3 separate regions of the Rattus norvegicus genome follow, and regions 1 and 3 are each linked to region 2. A link is a contact called in public Hi-C data. All regions are on one chromosome and are shown on one strand. Each heading gives the region's core, a stretch centred on a gene start, on an enhancer-like site or on the middle of the called end of the contact. The rest is flanking DNA. Distances are from core to core; before and after follow the strand shown.

Region 1 (4,564 bases), core at 1,800-4,299, 770 kb after region 2:
GGAACAGCAAAGTCTAATGAGGATGTTCTAAAGTTGGATCCTATGGAACAATTTTCCACAGCCACATTCTGAGGGCTGATACACAACTTGCTGTGAGTCGAATATGAAATGTCCCCACAAGCTCACATGTTGGGTGCCTGACCATAGCTGGTGTTATGATTTCTGGAGGCTCTGGGTACTTTAGGACATGGGGCTGAGCATATAGGAAGGAAGTAGGTGCCCAGGGATGGGTTCTAAAGGGTATTTTATCCATAGCCTTTTCCTTTCTACCACCCTCTGATTCTTGCATACTATGAGGTCAGAAACCTTTGCCATATGTCCCTCAGTCATGATGTTTGTTCTGCCTCCCGTGGGCCCAAACACACCAGGCTAAAATCTATGATAGACTAAACATTTCAAAAGTATAACATATAATATATCTTTCCTCCCTTAACTTATCCATGTTCCCTCTTCTTATCACCCCATTCTCTCCTGACCAACCAGGCTGCTGTACGATGCAGAATAAAAGTGACACTCTGGAGACAAACCCTCCATTGGGGATTAGAGAGGCCATAAAATGTGTGCTACTGCCTGAGAAGCCTGGGGAAGTGTATCCTGTAGTTACCGCTCAGTCCGAACAACAAGCAAGGAAAGCAGTGTTCAATCACAACGTGAAAGTTTGCCTTTCCTGGACATCAAATACCACAGTGTAGAGTTTGCTCTTTAATAACCACAGCCTTGAGCATATAAGGGGCCAGGCATTGCTCACATATTGTTTCCTGCACTGCTCAGCTCTTATTCGTGGACTTAGGAAAGCATCAACCACAAACATGTTGCTGATAGAAATTTCCTAATGCAAGCAGTCTTTATAGATCTCTGCTATTTCAGTGTAGGTCTCTGAGGACCATTTGAATCCATATTAATTTCCTTTCTGGCAGTTATGCCGCTGACTATGAACTGCACTATTTCACTTTTAATCTGTCAGTAATTTAGTAATGTGTAAACTAATTATGCACAGATATTAATGTAATCGGTTTGGGGAGCTATAAAATCAATGTGTTTTTACAGACTGCATTAAAGGGAACTGTGGTATTATAATCACATGTCAGTTACAGAAAATGTTATGGAATTAAAAAATGGATCTTACCCACACTTCAGGGAAAACCCACAAGCCTCGCCAAATAAGGACAGCCTGGCTTCTGCAATTTTTAGTAGAACAGAAATAATTTCTTTAAAATCAGTGTCAAACCCTCTTGCTTTGCTCTGACCCTGATAACGTCATTAACGCAAACCCCACCCTCTTTTCACCCCTCCCTTTTTCTTTGTTAAATAAAATCTTCACTTCTGAATCTCAGATGATAGGGTCACATGATATCTTTCTTCAAGAAGCCATGCCGTAAGATTGGGGAATGGATGTTTTCTCCGTTGGGTGAAGCCTGTATTGGTAGATAGAGCTCAAGGAGCAGGAAAGAGAGACTGTCATGAAACACAAGGGTTAGGAAGAGTCATAGCTGTCTCGGTGGAATATTTTTGTGAGATATGGTCAGATCAATAGGACCAAAGGCTTTTGCTTTGTCCCCTGGGTGTCCAGTCACGATGTCCACATCGAATAGCAGGAAACACGCCACTCCATTGTAGCCCTGAGTTCCCCAAGAGAGCTCTCCATTGAGGGGTTGTGTACAACCTTCCTGTACCTGTGTTAATTTGTCCTTCCAAGAGTAGTACTCTGTGCCCCCTTCTGAAGCTTAAGCCACTCTTTTTCCGTAGCCTTAAATAGGACTAATGGCTCACCTCATCACTTCTCTAGGGGAACATTACAGAGGCCCCAGGTGGGTCACCGGCACTTTAGGGCACATGGGGGTAGAAAGAAAAGCAGACTGAAGTAGAAAACAGGCTCAGCTCTAGGGCAACAGCCTTGCGTGAGGCTGAGAGTCTTGCCAGGAGTCACTGTGACTCTGACAGTCCCCATGCGAGTACTTGCAGTATCAATTTGAACCTTAATTTTTGCAAATGCCCCATATTTCACAGAGGATAAAATGGAGATCGTTCTGTGCTTGAGCCAGAGTTAATACTCAGCAGATAGGACCACACGTAGTAGCGATGGGATTTGACATCCGGTACTTAACAGCTTTAGAGATAATTCCTCCCCAGTAGTCATTTTTGACTCCTGGAGGCGATGCACCCCATTAATCCACTTGCAAAGAAGATTCTCGTATGGTAGATGAAGTGGACCAGCTTCTGGCTCTCTGAAATCTTCCCACAGTGCTCCTATTTCTATCCACACATTATTGTCTTCCCTCCCCACCGCTGTGTAGCTTCATGATTTGTCTGTCCCTCCTCCAGCCTTCGGTGAGCATCCTGGGCAATGCATGTGAAGTTAGTTGGCTCATTTGTTCGGTTGTTCCCCAAATATCTATTGATATCTCTGAGGGAAGAGCAGGATATTAAGGGGGAGGGGTCACTAGATCATACATGGCTTTAGCACCTACACACTTAATTACTATTGGCAAGATAAGAGAAGTCCACAGTAAATGTTATTTATTGTGTCTTTCAAGTCCTTTGCTTCATGAAGTCTAGAACTCCCTTATATGTTGACATTTCATTTCCCATCTAGAGGAGGCTATGCCTCCCTTCATGCCCCATGCCCTTGCATGGCCACTGTCACAACACTCTTTGTTATTTCTTTTTAGTATTTCTTATGCTATTTCATACATTTTTACCTCAGCCACGGTTTATAATACTGAGATCCAAGAGTCATAGCCAGAGGGATCATGCTGGTTAGTTGTCATTGTCAACTTGGCACAGCCAAGGGCCAGGGAAGAGGGAACCTCAAGGGAGGAATTGCCCGAATCAGAATGACCTTTGGTTTGTCTGTAGGAAATTGGCTTGATTGGTGACGTGAGAGGACCCGTCTTCCTATGGGTGGAGGCATGCCATGGCAGGTGGGTCTGTATATGAAAACTAGCTGAGCCTGTAAGTGAATGTAACAGGCAGCCTTCCTCCGCGGTTGCTGCTTTGAGCTCCTGTGTTGAGTCCAAGCCCCCGGTTTTCCTGTACTTTGGACTGTGATTTGGAGGCATAAAAATCAAATAAACTCTTTCCTTCCCTTGTTTGCTTTTGGTCAGAGAGATTGGAGATAGCAACAGAACGCAGAGAAAGAAAGACAGCACTTATATTTAGGCACTGATGCATTTTAAAATCAGCTCTCTCCCCCTTTCTCTTCATTCCCCATTGTTTCAATGTATTCAACGGTCTTACTGATCCAAACATCTCCTTTCTCAGTTGTACCGAAGGTTGACGAAGCACAGGCCAGCTGCCGAGCTACTGCAGTGCTCCTCACTGAGATAATAGATAGAAACCATAAAGAACGGCTCATGGCTCTTGGTAAATACATGGTGATGTCAGTTCCGTGCTCCCCTCATTCTGTTGTTCAGAATAGCAACACCTTGTCAAACAGGAAGTTATGCACACACCAATTAGATGTGTTCTTCTTGGGGACAGGATGCTTCTCTTGTCCTAGGAGTTAAGAACAGATTTCCAGAAAGATATTTGTTATCACAGTCCATCCTTGACAGACCACCGTAGAAACTAAACAGAGCAGAGAACACAGAGTAGGGCGTACCTTCAGGCATTTGGCTTTTTATGAGAGATATTTTATTTATTTTTATTTTATGGGTGTGGGTGTTTTACCCACATGCGTATGCAGTGCAAAAGGAGACCGGAAGATGGCATTGAATCCTCTGGGACTGGAGTTGCTGATGGTTGCCAGCCATCACGTGTTACTTGTGCAGAAATTCGAAAAAGAAATTAAAAAGAAAATCCTAAAAACAGATATAAGGTCCCAACTTAATTCCCACAGTCCATCTGTGTTTTATATATGAACACAGGTTCATTAAGCTACTTGTATACATATTGTGCTGTACAGGGCTACAAATGTAGAATTACAAGAGCTGGTTCCTTTGTATCACTTAAGTGGTCTACATGAGTAATATTGGTAACGTACCACTATTATTGACGGTATTAAAATCCACCTCACATGAAAGGCATTTCCTCATCATGTGAAAGTATTTCCTGTATATTGATGAAACCCCTAAATTGTGTTAGTCAACCAGAATCAAGAATCCTCTGAATTGTTTTTCTCTTCCCCAAAGATTTCAGTAAGTCATGACACTTGACTGACCTTATTGCTATCTATCATATACTCTCTCGTTAGGAGACCCCAAGCATTACCGAGATATCCCAGTGATGTCACTAACCTGAGATGGATGTTCTCTCCCTTTTTCCCTCCCATGTCAATCTCTTTGGATGACAGTGAGGTTCTATCCCACCCATCTGACCCTCACTCCTGGCTGCCAAAAGTTTCCCTTCTCTGCAGCAGTTGCTCAAAGAAAGTTCTGAAACAATTACCAGTAATAAAGGGACACAACTAAGGCTCTCATAAAACTCGGGCTCTTCATAGCTTTCACTAAAGCAAATTATGGCAATGGCTTTTCCATCCTCTCATCAAGAATATCTCCCAGAATGGATTTTTCTGTGCCGGGTTAGTAAGAAATAAGCCCCCAAGGGTTCTGTGTTATGATTGTCA
Region 2 (4,778 bases), core at 109-2,608:
ACTCTTCTCGTTTGGTGCTTTCTCCTACCAGGGAAGGTTAGAGATGTTTGGCACCTGAAGTAGCACTTGGCACAAAACATGTCCTCAACGAATGTTTGTTAAATGAATATATGAGCTAAAGGAGGAAGAGAGGGAGAATGAAGAGGCAGTTGAAAGATCCGTTTCCATCCAGTGCTCTGCAGGACCTTGGCTCAGATCTTTCTTTCCTGGGATCAATTTCCTCTTCTTGAAGTGGAGGGATAGTTGATTTCCAAGCAGGCTTTGCACCACAATCATGTCTGGTTCCAGAAAACATGGCTGCCCTCGTGACAGCCTCAATGCTCTCATTTGGAAATGCTGAGGATAAGAGCCAATGGTATGTACCTTAGAAGGTTCTCAAGGGATTTGGCTACAGCGAAATGTTGGGACTTCTATGCAAATAAATCATGGTTTCCAAATGATGCTCAAACCAAATTCACTGGAGTACTTCTCCTACCCAAGCCCCCATCCGCCAAGCCAGCCTCAGCACCACGGAGATGGGGCCAACCTGATTTTCCCCCTGAAGCTCCCTTTGCTCCATTCTGCTCCGGCAAACACCAGGTAATTTGCGTCAGCATTGATTATCATCTCCAGCCTTGTCCTCATCTTGGCTTTTGGGAGACAAGCCTCTGAATTGCACCTTTGGATTATAGCACTCCCATGCTGTGCAAATGACATAGGAGGCGTACCCACACCAGTCGGGCCCTGCCACCTTTGCAGGGAGCCACACACTAATCAGTGCATGTTGGAGCCTAGCTATTTCCTCAGCTGGAAAGAGACAATGGGCTCCCTGACTGGTGGGAAGCACAGCCTCACAAAGGGCAGTGTCTGCCAAACTCCAAGTCTTCTACTCAAGACGAACCAGCAGCTCTGGGGGCAGATGCCCCATCTGTAAGCAGCAGCTGCCCTTTAGAGGCAGAGAACCTCAAGCCCTGCTTCTGGGAAGGCGTGCATGCTCTAAAATGGGGTCCCCCACATTACCTGTCTCTAGTTTCGATGACGTGATACAGTTGAGAGCAAAGGATAGAAATAGGGAAATGCAACTGAGCAGTCTACACATACCTCAGTCTTCCTCCCAGAGGAAGGGTGTGCCTGCATTGGCCTTAGCCCAGTGGGACTGATGGATGGCATCCTTACTCCTAAACACTTGTCATTTTCAAACCAGGGACATTTGCAACTCCAAGGACATAGGGCAGGTCCTGAAAACATTTTTGGTTTCCCCTGCTCCTATCAGGTCATATTCAAAAAACGTCACTGAGAACTTGTTTAGTTACTAAGGTCCCTTGCCACAAGTGGGACTGCCAGCTGTGAGTCCTTCCTTTCAGGGGCCATGCTTCCAAGGCACACTGCATTCACCATCCACCCAGCTAGCACCCAGGTACTCAAGGACAATTGACTTTGGATTGAGTGGGAAGCAAGCATTCTCAGAACTCAGATGAAAAAAACATAAAGTAGTTAATATTAAATAAAGGGATTGGGCAACTCTTCTTCCCCCTTTCTGTTTTATGCTTCCTGCTATGGCCTTGGTCGGGGCCTGTTTTGCTTGTGATTAATGAGTGACTCACCTTGGGCTGCTTTCTGCTTATTTCATACACATTATGAATTTGAAGAGGTCACGTTAGACTTGGCACCTGAAGGGAGTACTCGGGAGTCTGGAAAGAACATGCCAATGGCATAGGAGCCATCTTGAGCAGTGGGTGTTAGGAGAGTGTCTGTCCACATAGCATGGTTACCATACATGATCTGCAGATTCAAACCCCGCCCCCCCAAGTACCTTGACTAACTGAGCATCCTCTAGTTACTCACAGACTGAGAGGCATGAACAGTCACCCCTCAGTAAGCGTGCATAACCAGTTACCTTCCAGTTGGAGCTCCTTGTCTTTCCACTTGTGGCCTCAGTTTGCCTGGTTAATGGCCTTTCTCTAAGGTCTTCTTGTGTTCCACAGTTCCAGCATTGAGAATAAGAGGACAAATGATGACAGTTTTGGGGTGTCTATGGAGCTGGTATTTCTTTCCATTGCTGTGGTCTCTTATTCTGTCACCCAGAAGGATCCTCACTCATTTTCTGGGCTCCGGATTCTCATCAGGGGGAGAACTGATGGGCCCGAGAGGCTGAGTCTTGTAAAAGGAATTACATATTCTATCTAGCTTGTGTAAAACACACACCGTTCTGGTGTCTTACTCACAAGCTGTAAGTCTAGATTGGTAGATTTTGGACCTTTTCTAACTTACATCCCTGTCACATGTCCCTTGTTACTTGTTGTTTCCACTGGCCATATGCTCACAGCCCATCTCCTGTCATGCCCTATTCTCCGTTCTCTCCTGAGACCCACTGGATCCCCAAGTCCTACCTCTCTCTCTCTCTACTGCCCAATCACAGGTGTTAGCCATCTATTGACCAACTAACTTGGGGAACAAGGTTGGCATAACCAAAGCTGGTGTGGTGAGAATTTGCTCTCCTTGGGGCAACCAGATCTTGGGGTACAGAATTTAGCGTTTGAATACATAACAGTACCAGACCAAGCCCAACAGAGTCTGGTCAAGTATTTTGCATGTGGCTCACGGTTGAAGGTAGAGTTGGCTGAAGCAGTCTTCTTCAGGTTACTTCACAGCCTAGAAGCTGGATGTACAAATACCCCAGCAGTCACCCACACTGGGAACCTTTTTGGCTTAGCATTTCTGTACCCTCCAAAGACTGCCAACCTGTAGTACTAGGGAGAGCTGTGGAGGAGAGACACTCCCTACAGGGAGGGAAGGATAGCGCCGTTTCCACTAGAACAGAGATTTGAGTTCCTGAAAGAAAGTCTCCTGACTCCCTGGGTCCCTTTCTGGCAATCATGTCCCTCTTGTCTGTGATCTCTGACCCAACAGACTACAGAGACAATTAGCAGAATGCGGACATTTCCCCTGCCTCCTGCCAAGCTACTCTGAAGTAGACATATCCAGCAGATCTGACAAAACACAAGTTAAGGTTGGGTAGCCATCTCTCCTCTACAAAGGGCCCTTCTGGCTGTCATCCTTAGGACAGAGGTATAGCAAGGGTCTGTGAGGGGCCTTAGAGAAGCCCACAAGTAGCACCAGAGCCTGCCATTCCGTTCCAGATATAGGAGTGTTGGATTTCATACTCACTTCAGGCAAATGTGCTCTTCTTGCTACTGAGGTTTTGGGAAACAGGAAGACTCCATCTTCTCAGTGCCGGAGGCATGGAGCTCTGGTGTGAGCAGAGCCTGGAGAGAGGTGTGGGCAGCTCCACGCCAGTGTTTGCCTGTGTGTGTGAAGAGTCCCACCATCCTGAACTAGGAGGTGGCCACAAGGTGGCTTGTGTCCCGAGGCTCTGACCGATAACCCCACCAAACACATTCTTGTCTCCCAAATCTCCCGCAGACTCTCTCCAGTTGTTGAGACTGTAGGGCTCCGGGAGGGGTGGCCCTTCACTAGGAAAGGATTCTCCAGCATCTCATGAGTGTTGTCCATGGTGCCAGGCTGATGCCTGTATGTTCTGTGTTGTTTTCTAAGGCTGCCATAGCCAGGTGAGCCATCTGACTGGCCTCAACAACAGGTCTGTTCTCTGGAATGCAGGCTGGCGTCTAACCTCCTGCACAGACCTGTTTCCTTCTCTCTTCCCCAATCCAGGTAGACGCTAGCTTCCTTGCTTCTTGCCTCACAACTACTGTTTCTGGTTCTGTCACCGCATGGCTTCTGCCTTTTCATTGGTCACCTTTTTCCTCTCAGGGCAGCCCCACTCTAGATTTAGGGCTTAGCCCAATTCAACGTGCTCCATTCCTTTGGGGGATAGCCTGTTATTTATATATTTATGAGCATGCATTTGTAATCCCCAGATCAGTACACACTGTCATTCGTAGGTGTACAAAGAACAGCGAGAGCCCTGAGTTGCCCAATGTGTGTGTTCCTAACTGAGTTAAGGGAGGTGGTGCTTCCTCTCCCTGCTCCAGGACTGGCCCACAGGGTCCTTAGCAGCTCAATGAGTGCCTCGAGGTTATGCTTTTTTCCTCTGGATGATGTTTGGGTTGTGCATAATGGCCCCTGGGTGCAGAGCTGAAGTGCCATCCAATGTTCACAACGGTATGACTGCTGCGCATTATGGAGAAAAACCACAAAAGAATCAGGGTGCCCAGGGCTTGAGTTCCAGTACTCTTCAAAGGGGCATTAATTTCTATACTATAGGCCTATTGATACCTGCTTCGCAGGGCTGTATGGCGATTAAATAAGTAAATATGGGGACATCATGATGAGTTTGTAATGAAAGCTAAAGCAGTAGCCACACATTCTTTCATGAACATTTTTTATTTACATGCATGTATATGTGTGCATATGGGCATACGTGTGCATGTGAGTGTAGAACCTGAGGACACCAGAAAAGGGTGTTGTCTCCCCTGGAGCTGGAGCAGATGATTGTGAGTCACCCACTATGGGTGTCCAGTTTCCTTCAAGAGCAGCAAGCTTTCTCAACTGCTGAGCCATCTCTCCAGCCTTATGCAGAATGTTAAAGTTTGAAATGTGAAGTGTCTCCCACGGGCTCCTGTGTTTGGTCCCTGGATGGTGGTACTGCTTCTGGAGACTGTAGGACGTTTGAGTCTGTGGTCTAGCCAGCTTCTGCTAGAAGCTCCGGGGATAGGCCTTGAGGAGGACATTCTTGCTTTATTAAGACGTGAAGAAACCAGCTCAGAAACATCCACCACACATGGAGCTCCTCCAGCTGCCCTTCCCACCGAACTGGATGGATACTCCTGAAACTGAGA
Region 3 (4,719 bases), core at 1,629-4,128, 530 kb after region 2:
ATTAGTCAGTGTCTATGCTGATTTGCGCAGAGACAGTGGAGGATCAAGATATCCAGGGATCAGGAACCAGAAAACGAAAGAGACGAGGGACCCCCAGAAAAGCATGCAAGGAATCTCACCTGCCCAGATGAGCAGTCAGGAATTTAAGGTGCAGAGAAAGGATGCTGTCTAAGCAAAGGCAAGAACCAGAAGGATGGATGGAAGTCCATAGTAGATCATAGAAAAGTGATCGTCAGACACAATGAGGTAAGCATACAGGTGTTGGTGGCAAAGACAGACCCTGAGAAACTCAACAAAGAACAGCCCAGGTCCCTTTTGAGCATGGCTCCTGAAAAGGTAGCCATGTATCCCAAACACATTGCATCTGTCTGCTGCCAGAGCTTTTGAGAAGGACCATGGACTTGAGCCAGGCTGCCTGGATTTGACTCTCATGCAGGCACTATGTGACTTCAGGTAAGTTACCTAACCTGCACAATTTCTTGATTCATAAGACAGGGATGGAGCATGAAAGCTTAGCTCCTGGAAACAAAGCGTGATGCCTAGGGGTCTGTTCTTGTAGAATGCTTAGAATAGTGGCTGGCCCTAGATCCCTGCTATGTAAGGGTTACTAGACAAAGTTAATAAAGATGGTAGAAACATTTCTTAACAAGACTTAATAATTTTGGAAACCATAAGCACCATCACTTTTAGAGGTTTACAAGGATGAAGGGTGTCCTTGCTTTCTAGTTGACTTCATAGGACTTCAGTGATAACTTCTTTCCCCTATCTTGGTGGCCACAGTTTTCCACCCATCTTCCTCCAAAAGCAGGTGACTTCCATTCATGCTTGCTGTTGGACAAGCCAAGCTATAGCATCTTCTGGGTGCGGGTCAGGACCTCCACCCTCATACATATCTTTCCCTGCCCTGTGTTTTTATGCAATGAGTTGAATGACTCTTCCCAGTTCCCCCAAAATACCCAGCATCTAAAGAGGTTCCATGCCAGCACAGTAGCACAGAGAGCCCTGTCCAATCACAAAGCCATGCTCCAAGCCTGTCTGTGATGCAGTGGTGTGTGCATGTGGCCTTTCACCAGCCAGGATTTGCCTCTCCATAAGTGGGCTCGTACCACTTTGCACAAGGTGGTGTGTTGAGCAGCAACTGGGGAAATAGCTTTGCAAGGGTAATCAGGTTAAACTGTCTCCTGAGCTTTTTCTCAGATAGCAAGCACTTGGTGGGGTGGGGGAATATCTTTCAAACAGGTTCTCACCTTGCTTCTCTAATTCCAGCTGAAGAGGTGCCAAGCACATTCCTTTGAAGGGGGGGATCTTCATTCCTTTTAGAACTTCGAAGGTTGAAATCAACTGGTACTACTACTGCCTTCTTGTCGTCGTCGTTGTCGTCGTCGTCCTCCTCCTCCTCCTCCTCCTCCTCCTCCTCCTCCTCCTCTTCCTTCCTGCCCCTTCTTCTTCTTCTTCTTCTTCTTCTTCTTCTTCTTCTTCTTCTTCTTCTTCTTCTTCTTCTTCTTCTTCTTCTTCTTCTTCTTCTTCTTCTTCTTCTTCTTCTTCTTTTTCTTCCTCCTCCTCCTCCTCCTCTTCCTTCCTGCCTCTTCTTCTTATTCTTCCTCTTCTTCCTCTTCCTCTTCCTCCTCCTCTTCCTGCCTCCTCCTCCTCCTCCTCCTCCTCCTCCTCCTCCTCCTCCTCCTCTTCTTCTTCTTCTTCTTCTTCTTCTTCTTCTTCTTCTTCTTCTTCTTCTTCCTCTTCCTCTTCCTCTTCCTCCTCCTCCTCTTCTTCTTCTTCTTCACATATTCAAAAAGACAAAATGCTGTAAGACAATTTCAAATGTACAAAGTTACATGTCAAACACAGCTCGACAAAGCAGCGCAAGTGCCGTGTGCACAAAAACGGACATTGAAATGATGGCGTGTGATGACATTCATAAATGACACGAACACCTTGCCTCTGAATAACAGTATACAGATGAGGCTCTCTGCCAAATGCTTCTATGTCCCCAGCCCAGCCAGATGGTCTTGTCTGTGTACTCTTCAGAAACAATAACCCCCTTCCCCCTCCCTGTGTAATCCCTGCCATGCAAGACCTCAGCCTGCTCTCTCTGCTCCCTGAGGGGCATAGTGCTCCACCCATAGTGTTTTTTCTTTCTAAACTTCTTCAAGGCAAACTCCACTTGGAATATTCTTTGCTGGTTTGGAATAAACCTAAAAAACTAAAGCGTTGTTTCTCCTTTCTCCTCTGACGTCATCTCAAACACCCACCCACCCACACACCTGCCTGCTCTCGGCTCTCAACTTGCTCCTCCTACCACATCCAGGCTCCCACACTGAAACCTACCTCCAGCTCTCTGCCTCTGCTGTCCCCTTTCCTCTGCACATTTGCACAGACTTATTTCATAAAAACGTCAGCTGTTAAGTTAACATTATTTAAGGGGCTTTGGGTTTTAGTTCCTGAGTGCAACCTAAGCTGGATCCTCGAAGGGCTGACAAGAAGCCCGGTCTGTATAAAACATGACCCACAGAGGCACTAAATAAATAACCTGGCTGTGGGCTCCCAGGCCTCTATTTATCACCGAGGCAATGATAAGGATCTGATTTAGAGTGAACCCTGCTGAGGGTCGAGCCGGCACAAGCTGTAATATGATCTGCAGGGGAGAGGGCCGATAACCTTAAACAATGCGAAGAAACCCTGTCAGATAAATAAAACAAACTGTTTGTCCATTAAATAGTGCTGTCAGTAAGAGAACGGAGAAGCCAAACACTGCTAAATCCAATTCCTTTATGGCTGCACAAAGCCAGAAACATCCTAACCAAGCTGGGGAGTAAGTCCCCCAGAACAGACCGGGGGCCAGGGATCTGATTACTGAGGTGACTGGGGGAGGAGACAGCAGAGGTTTGATCCAGGGCATGACCTATGTCCTCTGTCATCCGCAGACTTTGGTGTTCTGCTCTGTGCAGTGGCTTTTCATCGTGCTGGTCCAGCCCACCCGGCTGGCTTGTTGATGTGGACCCACGAGATAAGCCTAGCAAAGGAATTCTGAAGAAATTAAGGCAGGATGCTCAGAAATGCTAGTGTCTACGTGATCAGACCAGGCACTGAAGGGCTTGCCAGAGGTGGCGGAGCTCACGTCAAAGGACAACCTCCACTCAACCTCGTCATCAGGCTGCCTCAAAATACAGCCCACTGGTGTTAAGTCTGTTCATGACAGGCATTCAAGTGTGAAATATCAAGAGTCCACATGGAAATGTGAGATTTCTAACATGTTCTGTGTTGACATAGAACATTTTAGTATAATTCCATGTGTGGTTAGTTGAATGCTAGCTGGGTTTGTTGCAGCTTACAGATTGCAGCCTTTGGATTAGTGAAAGCAAGGACAAACGTTTTCCTGGTTGTCACGAAACTCGCTGTTCACATCCTGTAAGAACCTGGAGGTAGAATGGGCAGAGACAGCCATGCCTGCTCACAAGCTCTCAGGCATATCCACCCACGTTACACTTCTCCCTTCCAACTTTATGATGGAATCCACTCAGCATGCCACTGCATATGACACAGAATCACCCCACGACAGAGAATCTCTGCTATTGGTGTCCTGCAAACTGTTCTGGAGATGTTCACCTCTGCACGGAGAACTCTGATCTCATTGCCAGTGTTTCTCAATAGCAGTTGGACAGGGACTGAGTGTCGGCAGGTTCTCTCTCCTCAGGCTCAGGGCAAAGAAATCATGGCCCCACAGTTTAGCTAACACAATGAGTAGCGCCAAATGGACCCTCTGCTTCTTCCTATCTATAGGAGTCTAATCTGTGCTCTTGAAGAAATCCAACCATGTAAGTGGTCAACACGGCCAGGCTAGGTCTTCAGAGGAGATCCAGAGAAGATGCTAAACTGCCCAACAGGGGCAGATTTCTCTGGATGACTATTGGCTGGCTCTCGGTACAGGCTCAGAGCCACCAGTGATGCTTGCTGAATAGGGGCATTCCAGAACCTTTTCCTGGCAGGCCCAGCTGGGTATGACCCAGGGACATTTATCCCTGCCCACTGCATCACTAGTGAGTCTGGCCTATTTTCTACTTGCTGATTTAATGGGAGCATTAATTTTTGATTTCATTAAAGCCAGAGTTCCCAGACTTGTTTGCTTGCCAGACTGTGACTCCTCAGGGACCTTCTAGAAGACAGACTTTGTTTATATAAGGGGGTGAGTTTTGACCTGCCCATTGTGGGCACGGAAGTAAAGAAGCCCTTGTCTCGTCACTATGATCTGGAGAAGCAGGTCTTCTCCAAACCTTACAGACGGTAGAATGGACATCTGGAAATGTAACATGACCATGATTTTTAGAATCAGGACAAGATTGGGTTTCTTCAAGGAGGCTGTGGCTGTAGGTGTCTGCTGCAGACTCTGAAGGTTCTCTCTCTCTCTCTTCATGGCTCATTATGATTTCAACTTCATTTTGGGAAGAAGAAGAGGAAGTATTTATTTGCACAGAATTATATATTTTTCCAGTATTTGATGTGCACTATTGAATTACTCTGCCACCCGTCCCTTCATCAAGCTGGAATCAGGCTCTGCACTGTTTTTTTTTTTTTTTTTTGTATTTGAGATGGTTCTTGGTAGGACTTTGAGGCTTTAGGTCACACTATCTATTCACTGAGAACCTTATGTAACAATGATCAAAGATTAATTCTAGATTGAAAAGCAGTTGCCCAGAATTGAGGGAGAAGTAGATGGAGTCTCAG

What was found. Hi-C and Micro-C count contacts between places; a contact is called where the count stands out from the background.
Region 1: a Hi-C map of liver shows a contact between it and region 2, with 3 times the contacts expected there. The contact joins two enhancer-like sites. A contact is called at or near these places in 3 of 12 Hi-C or Micro-C datasets (kidney and liver).
Region 3: a Hi-C map of liver shows a contact between it and region 2, with 2.3 times the contacts expected there. The contact joins two enhancer-like sites. A contact is called at or near these places in 2 of 12 Hi-C or Micro-C datasets (both in liver).

Annotation. Positions count from the first base shown.
Region 1 is chr19:33,605,811-33,610,374 of GRCr8, reverse strand. No RefSeq gene overlaps it. Among named protein-coding and RNA genes, the nearest start is that of Trnap-agg28, 490 kb to the left of the region's middle. Within about 2 kb of position 3,049, at least 1 of the 93 cell types and tissues checked has an H3K27ac peak or open chromatin away from gene starts, as enhancers often do. A contact at or near this core is called in liver, where this site is marked.
Region 2 is chr19:34,369,966-34,374,743 of GRCr8, reverse strand. No RefSeq gene overlaps it. Among named protein-coding and RNA genes, the nearest start is that of Cyld, 170 kb to the left of the region's middle. Within about 2 kb of position 1,358, at least 5 of the 93 cell types and tissues checked have an H3K27ac peak or open chromatin away from gene starts, as enhancers often do. A contact at or near this core is called in liver, where this site is marked.
Region 3 is chr19:33,840,045-33,844,763 of GRCr8, reverse strand. No RefSeq gene overlaps it. Among named protein-coding and RNA genes, the nearest start is that of Trnap-agg28, 260 kb to the left of the region's middle. Within about 2 kb of position 2,878, at least 2 of the 93 cell types and tissues checked have an H3K27ac peak or open chromatin away from gene starts, as enhancers often do. A contact at or near this core is called in liver, where this site is marked.